Regions from separate parts of the Mus musculus genome. Here region 1 is linked to region 2. Evidence: chromatin contacts called from public Hi-C data. All regions are on one chromosome and are shown on one strand. The core of a region is the stretch at or near the end of the contact, and the rest is flanking DNA. Distances in the headings are between cores, read along the strand shown.

Region 1 (4,593 bases), core at 79-2,578, 590 kb after region 2:
ACGATACCCGTTTCTCTCAGGGCAGGACGGAGACACACCAACACAGAGGCACTCAGCAACACGGCAGCCTGTCACCTTGCATGGAACTGTGTGGGGCTTGCCTATCTTGTCCCTCACTCCATTCCCATAGCCTCTCCGCACAGGGACAATGGAGAGCTTGATCAAGAAGATGGCCCCTGGGGTGGCAATCGCTATGTCCTTGGAGCATTTAACACGAAGACCAATGTGACTGTTGTGACCAACCATTGTAGTCCCCATTAGCTACAAAAGCCTCGAACCTGGTCTGCTGGCCAGCCCGAGTCTGCTTCGGCACTGGCATGATCTTTAAAACCACATCCTTTAGGGTTGCACCCAGGAAAAAAGTCAACAATCTCAGATTCCTGAATGAGCAGAGAGAACAGGCAGATCTCCTCCAAGGACTTGACCTTCATGTCTTTAACCAGACAGCACAGCTTGGTGACGGAGACCCACTCCTTGTCATCTTGTCTTAGGCTTTACCTCCATGGGCCCTGCGGCCTCCTAATCCTGCCCAACGCCGTACCCGCCTCCCCTCCCCCAGATCCTCTGGTGATCCTGGTGCACCAGCATAATCCGCCATTGTCATTTTCCTGTAGAAGAAGAAACTACCTGCCCATTTTTAAATCGCTTATATTTATATGAGTTTTAATTGTCTAGTAATATTATAATTTAGACTTTAGGCTTAGCTCACACTCTAAATTGCAGAACACTGACTGATGCCCAACACACACCATCACATTCCCCTATTTTATCTTTTACATCACTTGCCATTATTTAAAAATGAATATTTGTTGACAAAATAGAAAAGTCTATTTACTTTATTTTCTATTTCTATTTATTTTCTATTAAAATCTATTTCTTCTTATTTTCCCTATCATGTAGAAGCACTTGCCTAAGTTTCTCAGTCAGGCTTCTAATTCAGAATGCGAGGAATAATCTCATCTTTCTGATCCCCTTGACAAAGCTATAAACTGCATTCTGTGCTAAAAGCCCATTACACCAATCATGCATTTGGATTAAGCCATCATAAATTGCTAATTTAATGAAGAACTTTAAATGGTCATAACCAGCCCATTTGTGAACAGTGGAGTGATAGCTACAGTGTTGTAGTGAGATTTCCCAGTAAGCCTCTAGTCTGTCGTTTTGAACATGTGCCAACATGAACTATTCCTAGCACTGTACCGTGCCGCACCCACTGAATTCTGACAGATGCCCTGCATGTCAGGCACTAATATCTACCCCCACTTAGCAGACAAGGAAACTGGAGCTTGGGCTGATTGACTAAGTTAGCCCACGTGACTTGACTAACTGAGAACACAGTTACACAGACGCATCTCATCGGAACCCCTGCCTTCAATATTTTCAGTGTATGGTCTGACACTGGGAAACAAAACTTCCTGTTTCACAATCTCAATACCACCTCATCCTCACGAGAGCAGGGGAGGAGGAAGGCAGCCATCCTCGGAGGCTACAGAAGTCAAGACCCTCTTCTCATAGCTTATGAGAAATCTGCATTAAAATAATTTATCTATGTCTTCCATTATAGTCATGCTCTGCCTTATAAAATATGTGACTTTATGTAATATTTAGGAGCCTAGTATGTATCTAAGTTCATGACTCCCATTCATAAATATTTCTCTTCACCTCAAAGCTGAGTCTATAAGGGCTTCCTTTAGCTAAGATGACTAAGTACACTCTTCTCCACATCATGAGCCTGGTGATCTTTCCACAGTTGTCCTCAATGCTCTTCTTCCGTCAAGTGACTCCTGAATGGCTACACCCAACCTTAAGACAAAAGAATGTTTGCACGTCCCTGTCCCCGTTGCTTCTAAGCAGGGTGTACCTTTCTCTTCCCTGAACAAATCTACAGTTGTCCTTTCTGACTTACTGAATTGGATGTCAGAAGAATGCTACAGTGTGCTCCCAGGAGTCAATAATAGAGTGGAGACAGAAATTTGACGCGTAACTGGGTCATCGTGCTGTCATCCTGCACAGTGTCAGCAAATCCCAGGCAGCATTGGGCGTTTGCTCTGAATGACTGCCCTATGGTCATGTGCCACCACCTGAGCCAGGAAGCACATGGTGTTTCCTGTCTCCCTGCTACCTGGCAGGAAGTGCTTAACTGGAGGTGACTGGGGACAGAAGAGGCTAAGGCTAAAACCAGAGAGCAGACAGAGTCACTTGGCCAAATTTTTGTATTAACTTCATGCCTGCATCTCCTCCCTATTCCTTCACTGAGCACCATCTACCCATAAATAGTGTGATTATACACACACTAGTATAGACCTACTAAGTGATATTAAATATTTCACTTTATCTATTCTTAAAACTTTAATTCTAAATTGTTACTCTCTCTGTAAAACTATAGATAATTCTATAGACACTGGAGTCTTTCCACTCTGTCCTTAAAAGGGTAGAGAAATGGTAACCCTTGTACTTTAGTTCAGTTAGAGGCCCACACACAGTAGGAAATCGTCCATAGAAAGAGCACAGGCCACCTTAGAGCTGCAGAGGAAGGTGTGCAATCAAATCAGCCTGTTCCTTGCATCTGCAGTACTGTGTTGGTTCAGATTCTTACAGAAGGCAAGAAAAACAGAGATGTGAGGGGGGCATAAAGAGGGAATTGTGGGAAGGTCAGGAGGCCAGGGGCAGGAAAATTTGCAAGGACCTCTACGGCATGTTGCAGGCTGTTGTACTTTACTCAGAACTAAACAAAATTGTCTGCATTTGGTAATTACAAGAGTGTATTCTGGTTAATTAAAAACAGTTTATCATATTAGTAGTTAATAATATCTGACAATGGGACACAAATTTCCTTTTATTATTATTATGAATTCAAAATTAACATTAATGCTTGGGGAAAGCCTTAGAAAGCAACAACTCTGAGTCCCTGGGACCTTTCACCCAATGATGGTTTTAACATTGCTTTGAGCAGTTTCATCTCATAAATAAATTTATTACTAGAAATTGAACTCATTATCAACTTTCCACTCTCACTCCCTAGACACACACACACACACACACACACACACACACACACACACACACACACGAGACCGGAGCTCTATTTTGTAGCCCAGGCTGTCCTGGAACTCATTACATAGTTCAGGCTGGCTAACTAAAAAGGTTTTTGTTTTTTTTTTTCTTATTTTCATATAGGCTTTAGGAAGGTATTGCTATAAACAAAAACACCACACACACACACACACACACACACACACACACACCAAGAACAGTAATCTGTCAATAGAATTAAGTAAGTTAGGAACCTCAAAACTTGAGTTAAGGAATTTTGTGTTAGCCATTAGTATTATTTAACCTCAGCCTTCTAATGATAAAAGGGATGATGTAAATATACTCTATTATTTAAAAAACCCTGTGGCATATGCATCCTAAGAAATAATACAGATAAGCTGTTTACCTGTCATTGGTTCACAATTCCATGACCTACATCAACAGACCTTACTCACAATAACAAATAAAAATGGTTTTTGTTGTTATTTTTAAAAGTCTTACTAGGTAGCCCTGGCTGGCCTGGAACCCTCTGGGTAGCCCAAGCTAGACTCAAATTCATAGAGACTTACTTATCTCTGCTTTCTGAGTGCTAGAATTAAAGATGTATACCACCAAGTCTGACCTGTTGGTGCCAAAGCTATCATTTCATAATTACATCTGTTTTCTGTAAACCAGTAAACATATAGATTGTGTGTGTGTGTGTGTGTGTGTGTGTGTGTGTGTGTGTGTGCATGGCTCACTAGATGTGTACATATGTGTGTAGGGTGCACATGTGCAGACAGCAGAGGACAACCTCTCAAGTCCTTTCTTGGGCATCTTCCAGCTTTTGGGTTTCAGACAGGGATCTCCCTGGCCTAGGGCTTCTTCACGTAGCCTAGGCAAGCTGGCCAATATGCTACAGGAGTCCCCTGCCTGTCTCCTTCTCTCCATCCTGGAACTGCAAGCATGTGACAATATTTCTAGTCTCTTCACATAGCTTCTGGGAATCAAACTGAGCAGTTTCTGCTTATGAGGAAGGAGGTTTATTGATGAAACATCCCACTGACCCTGAACTTCATTATAAAATTGAGAACCAAGGCAATCACACAGGGCTGGCTGACCAGCAAAGGGAGAAGAACCTAATTTGAACTAACCTGTTAATGGTTTCATTATTTTCCCTTAGTGGAGCATGGACGCCATTCATAACCAGCTTAAGGGAGCATTCACTTTGTCATAATAGCAACTAGAGAAAGTATCCTATACACAATATCACAAACTAAAGATCAAAAACCACGCAGACAGATCCTGGCCACTACTGCGAACCTGAAAATGTCGTTTCATCCTCACAGGGTTCCAGACAATACACAGTTCTAAAGCAAAGAGCCCACAAAAACCACAGTAGGGAAATAAAGACAGATAGCAGTTGCATCATGGTGCCGGAAGCCAGCGTTCAAGAAACTGAAGCACAACACAGTGCTTAGATCCTACCCGTCAGCCCAGTTTCTCTGGGCTACTTCCCGGTCGGTTAACCTGGAAGATTCTTATGTTCAATTCCTTTCCCATTTGGACTCCATCCTGCTT
Region 2 (5,113 bases), core at 1,606-4,105:
GTAATGGCAAATAGCACCAGAAGTATAGTATTAGTGATAAACTTAATTATCATGAAATTACAACAAAACTTTACATAAAGGTCATGTCTATCTTTTTTCCTCTTTTAACCCTAACTCTGTAAGTTTACTTATAAAGATGACATTTTTTTTCAGTTTTGTTTCATTTGTTTTGTTTGTTTTTTGAGATGGGTCCTGACTATGTTGCCCAGATTGCTACCAAACTCAGAATCTTTCTGTGTTAAGCAACCAGATTCCAGGATCACATTTGCCAAGCACAAGGAATTTAAAATCTCTGTTTAACTCCTACCTGCTCTTAGCTTTGCCAAAAGGAAAAATTACAATAAAATTGGAAAGAGAGCAGTTTAGGACTCATTACTGAATGGGAAAATTTAATGTAAACCCACCCCATAAGCCCTTCTTTTTTATCTTTCTCATTTCTCAGTGAATTTTCACCATTTTTTTTAATCTTTCTTTCTTTGTTTGTTATACATAAGTACACCGTAGCTGTCTTCAGTCACTCCAGAAGAGGGCATCAGATTTTGTTACGGATGATTGTGAGTCACCATGTGGTTGCTGGGATTTGAACTCGGGACCTTAGGAAGAGCAGTCGGAGCTCTTAACCACTGAGCCATCTCACCAGCCCGAATTTTCACCATTTTAAGGTAGGCTTTAGGAGAGTCAGTTACCATTTTTAAGTGAAACTACAGCTCAGAAATGCTAGGAACCTGGAGTGTCACAACAGACCCCAGCCAGAGCCAGCTTTAGAATCCATGTGTGGTAGGTACCCGGGATTACCAGTTTCCTTTGTCAGGGCCCTACAGACCTGCTCAGGTGTACTGGCCGGTTCTGTGTCAACTTGACAGAGCTAGAGTCAACAGAGATAAGGGAGCCTCATTGAGAAAATGACTCCGTAAGATTCAGCTGTTCAGCTTGTTCTTAATTAGTGATCAATGCGGAAGGGTCCAGCCCACTATGGAAGGTTTCATCTGTAGTAGCTTTGAAGGGAAAGGTTTCCCCTACAGAAGCGTTTCAGCTCTTCCAACAGGAGGAGGTTTACCAAGCAAAAGGTATTATAGCTCTCCTTGGAGAGGTATCCTGGCAGTAGGAAGCCAAGGAATGCCACAGTCATACCACACAACAAACCTCACACGAGAGATTTATTGGGAGGAAAAGACCAGAAGACTGCCAATACTGGGGATAGAAGCAACCAAGTACTGAGCAGAACTCAAGCTTTATATATGGCTTCTTGGGGTGGGGATGGGGTGGGTGGGGAGGCGGGGAGATTTCCAGGGTGAGAATTGGTGGGGTTTCAGTTCCTAGTCTTGAGCTCAGGGATTGGTGGGGTTTCCTGTTCAGGGATCAATGAGATGTGTGTGTGTGTGTGTGTGTGTGTGTGTGTGTGTGTGTGTGTGTGTGTATGCTCAGGGATGGGGTTTTTGTGCTCAGGGATTGGTGGGCTCTTGTTTCTTGGCCCTGGTCTTGGGATCAAGTCAGGGTCAAAGTGCCCCCCCACCCTTTGGCCCTTTTACCCTACTCCATCCCTAGGCTGGTGGTTCTGGATTCTACAGACAGCAGGCTGAACGGACCATGACTAGCAAACCAGTGAGCAGCACCCCCCACAGCCTCTGCATCAGCTTCCGCCTCCAGGATCCTGCCTTGTCTGAGTTCCTGTCCTGGCCTCCTTTGATGATGAACAGTGCTATGGAAACATAAGCCAAATAAACCCTTTCTTCCTCGAGTTGCTTCGGTCATGGTGAAATGTTCTTTAATTTCTCTCTCAGCTCACAGAACTTTAGTTTCCTGTATAGAAGGCTCATACCTTTTCTTAGATTGTTAGATCTTTGTTATTTCTTAGTATCATTATAAATGGGTTATATATATATATATATATATATATATATATATATATATACACAGCTGGGCATGGTGGAGGCTGCAAAATCAAAAGTTTGAGCTTATCCTTGGCCCACACAGTGAGTTTGATGCCAGTCTGAACTACACTGTTACAAATAAATGAAACCAGGGTTGGGCAGATGCTCAGTGGATAAAGCGCGAGCTTGCCTAGAGGAAGCTGCCTGGCTAGAACCGCAAGCTCCGGCCGGTTCAGTCTGGACCATTGCCTCGGTAAAAACAGTGGAGAATAGTAGAGGAAGATACTGACATCAGCTTTGGGTCTTTATGTGCATATGCATGCACATGCGTGGATGTGTAAACATAAGCATGCACACAGCACTGAAACGGGATTGCTTGTGCATGCGCACACGCGCGCGCACACACACACACACACACACACACTCAAAGCCGACAACCAGATTTTGTTTTCTGTGGGAATGGTGACACAGACCTGTAATCCAGCCTTCAGGAGGTTGAGACAGGAGTACCTAGAGTTTGCATCCCTTCTGGGCTACAGAGTAAGAACTTATCAAAACAAATAAAAAACAACACCAAATAGAACACCTGCAGTGTACATTATAGTAACTGGTTTCTGGTAAGCGGAAATATTGCTCTTTTTTCCTTGTAATTTATCTTATACAAAAAATCGTATTAAACTGCAGACATTGAGGGAGCAGAATGGGACCCTGGGTAGTTAACTATTTTTCTTTAAAAAATGAAATAAAAAAGAATGTAGTATTTTAGCCACCAGATATAATATTTTAAAATGATAAATGTTATTGTTTGTGTCAATATTAATTGCCAGTTATGAGAATGGCAATGGGATTTATTTTAAAAAAAACAAAACAAAAGAAAACAAAACAAAAAAACCTAATTGAACAGCACGGCTAAGTCCCTACATCTCCAGGAGGTGGCGGCAGTGAGCTACTAGGACGATAGTTCAGTCCGTTTTCAGCGGCTGAGTCTGGTCATCTTCATTCCCTGAATTAGCTTGCTACCCTTTCCGGTAGACACGATCCTCACTGAGGCTGCCCAGTATAAGGGCTTCTGCTCCCCTAATTTTGATCTAGCTGGGCTACAATGCTCAGAGAGGGTCCCCTCAATTTACCCAGAGGGGATCCTTAGCTTCCCACGACTGACAAAAGGATTCGTCTCAAACTCAACTCACCGCCTGTAATGTACGAGCAGACAGGCAGGTGCACACTGTCCAATTATCTTTGCCTCTTCTGCTGCTGTGGCTTAAATGTCAGCAGTTTCTCGGGGAGAGGAAGGCAGGATTAGGGTCGGACCTCCCTTCCTGTATTATGGGCAGTTGTTCACCTTCTCATAGACAAAGCCCTTGGTTCTTGTCCACCTGAGTTGGAAGGCAAGTTTCCTGACAGGCCCTGGGCCTTGTCTCAGGGTTTCCTCCCAGGAATCTCTGTGAATCGTCAGTGGAATTGCAGTAAATGTTAAAGCAAACAAACAAAAATTCCCTGTAAATGCTGGGAAGACCGGAGCCGCCTGTGGACACTGAGTGTTCTACCTCTATCATTTCGATTGCTTCAATCCCTCTTTTGTTTGTTAGTGTTTGTGACAGGGTCTGCGTATATACTCCTACATGGTCTAGAACTAACACTGTAGCCTAGGTTGGCCTCAACCCCCCCCCCCCAAGTTCTGAAGTTATAAACATGAGTTACCACATCCAGCTGATAACCCCTTTTGAGTGACCATAATAAGGGGATACATAAAGCTTAAAATATAAACCACATCAGGAAGATCTAAGCAACAACTTATGACAAATTGACATGTGTACAATGAAATACATAACTGTAGTAAATCACATAGGTTACTGTCCAAATGACTGCAGATGATATTCAAGATAAAAACGCTCTATGGGTTTGCCTGATCTCGGTTGAGGTTCCCTCCTCTCAGATGACACTAGCTAGTGTCAAGGTGACATTAAAAACTAACCAGGACACAGCAATCCTGGTAGACAGCACTGTGTGCTCAGAACAGTTTCATTTAATTTCTCCATTTAATTGTCTGTCAACTTAGAAGCCTCTTGATCCTACATGCATGGGACAATCTCTACGCTATCTATTCTGGTTGTGGAACTATTTGTCCATACTTAAATCATTAACACACTTAAATGTAACTTTAGTTCATAGTAAGACTCAATGCTGGCTGCAGGTGGGTGCCTATGAGTTTGAGACCAGCCTGGTCTACAGAGTGAGTTCCAGGGCAACCAGGACTGTTACACAGAGAAACCCTGTCTCGGAGAAGAAAGGGAAGGAAGGAAGGAAGGAAGGAAGGAAGGAAGGAAAAGGGAGGGAGGGAGGGAGGGAGAGAGAGTGAGAGGGAGAGAGAAGACCTAAGTGGAATGAGTCCACCCCATCCATTCTTCTTTGTTCAGGCTCTTCTAGGTTAACTACATTTTCAAACAAAAGTTAAAATCAACTTGAGAATTCTCTCTCTCTCTCTCTCTCTCTCTCTCTCTCTCTCTCCTTTAGAAGTGTGGTTTTGTTGTAGTAGGTGTGGCCCGAGTCACAGTGGAGGTGATCTTAAAAGCTCAAGTCTGGCCAGGGTGTTTCAGTCTCTCCTGCTGCCTGTGGATCAAGATGTAAGAACTCTTTAAAGAAAAAAAAAAATTTATATGAGTACACTGTAGCTGTATGGAGCCTTGATGTGGTTGTTGGAAATTGAATTTTTAGGACCTCTGGTTGTTCCAGTCGGCCCTGCTTGCCCTGGTCAACTCCACTCACTCAGTCCCTACTTGCTCCGGCCCAAAGATTTCTTTATTATTATTATAAATAAGTACACTGTAGCTGTCCTCAAATGTACCAGAAGAGGGTGTCAGATCTCATTACGGGTGGGTGTGAACCACCAGGTGGTTGCTGGGATTTGAACTCGGGACCTTTGGAAGAGCAGTCAGTGTTCTTGCCCGCTGAGCCATATCACCAGCCCAAGATGTAAGACATCTTAGCTTCATCTCCAGCCCCAAGTCTGCCTGCCTGCTGCCATCCTTCCCACCGTGATGATAATGGATTGAACCTCAGAAACTATAAGCCAGCCCCCAATTAAATGTTCTTCTTTATGAGTTAACACGGTCATGGTGGCTCTTCACAGCAATGAGACCCTAACTAAGACAGTGTTCTATAATATGTGAAATTAGTATCTTCTGATGGCCACGAGTTTATTGTAAAGAGAGAACATGCATTAACATCAGGGACGATAAAGG

Evidence for each region. A called contact is a pair of places that touch in the nucleus more often than the background predicts.
Region 1: a Hi-C map of bone marrow-derived macrophages shows a contact between it and region 2, with 12 read pairs. The contact joins two enhancer-like sites.

Annotation. Positions count from the first base shown.
Region 1 is chr10:20,878,378-20,882,970 of GRCm38.p6, forward strand. It overlaps the pseudogene Rps2-ps3. Among named protein-coding and RNA genes, the nearest start is that of Gm33510, 42 kb to the left of the region's middle. Within about 2 kb of position 1,329, at least 11 of the 459 cell types and tissues checked have an H3K27ac peak or open chromatin away from gene starts, as enhancers often do. A contact at or near this core is called in bone marrow-derived macrophages, where this site is marked.
Region 2 is chr10:20,287,751-20,292,863 of GRCm38.p6, forward strand. It overlaps the pseudogene Gm30285. Among named protein-coding and RNA genes, the nearest start is that of Gm48249, 3.6 kb to the left of the region's middle. Within about 2 kb of position 2,856, at least 66 of the 459 cell types and tissues checked have an H3K27ac peak or open chromatin away from gene starts, as enhancers often do. A contact at or near this core is called in bone marrow-derived macrophages, where this site is marked.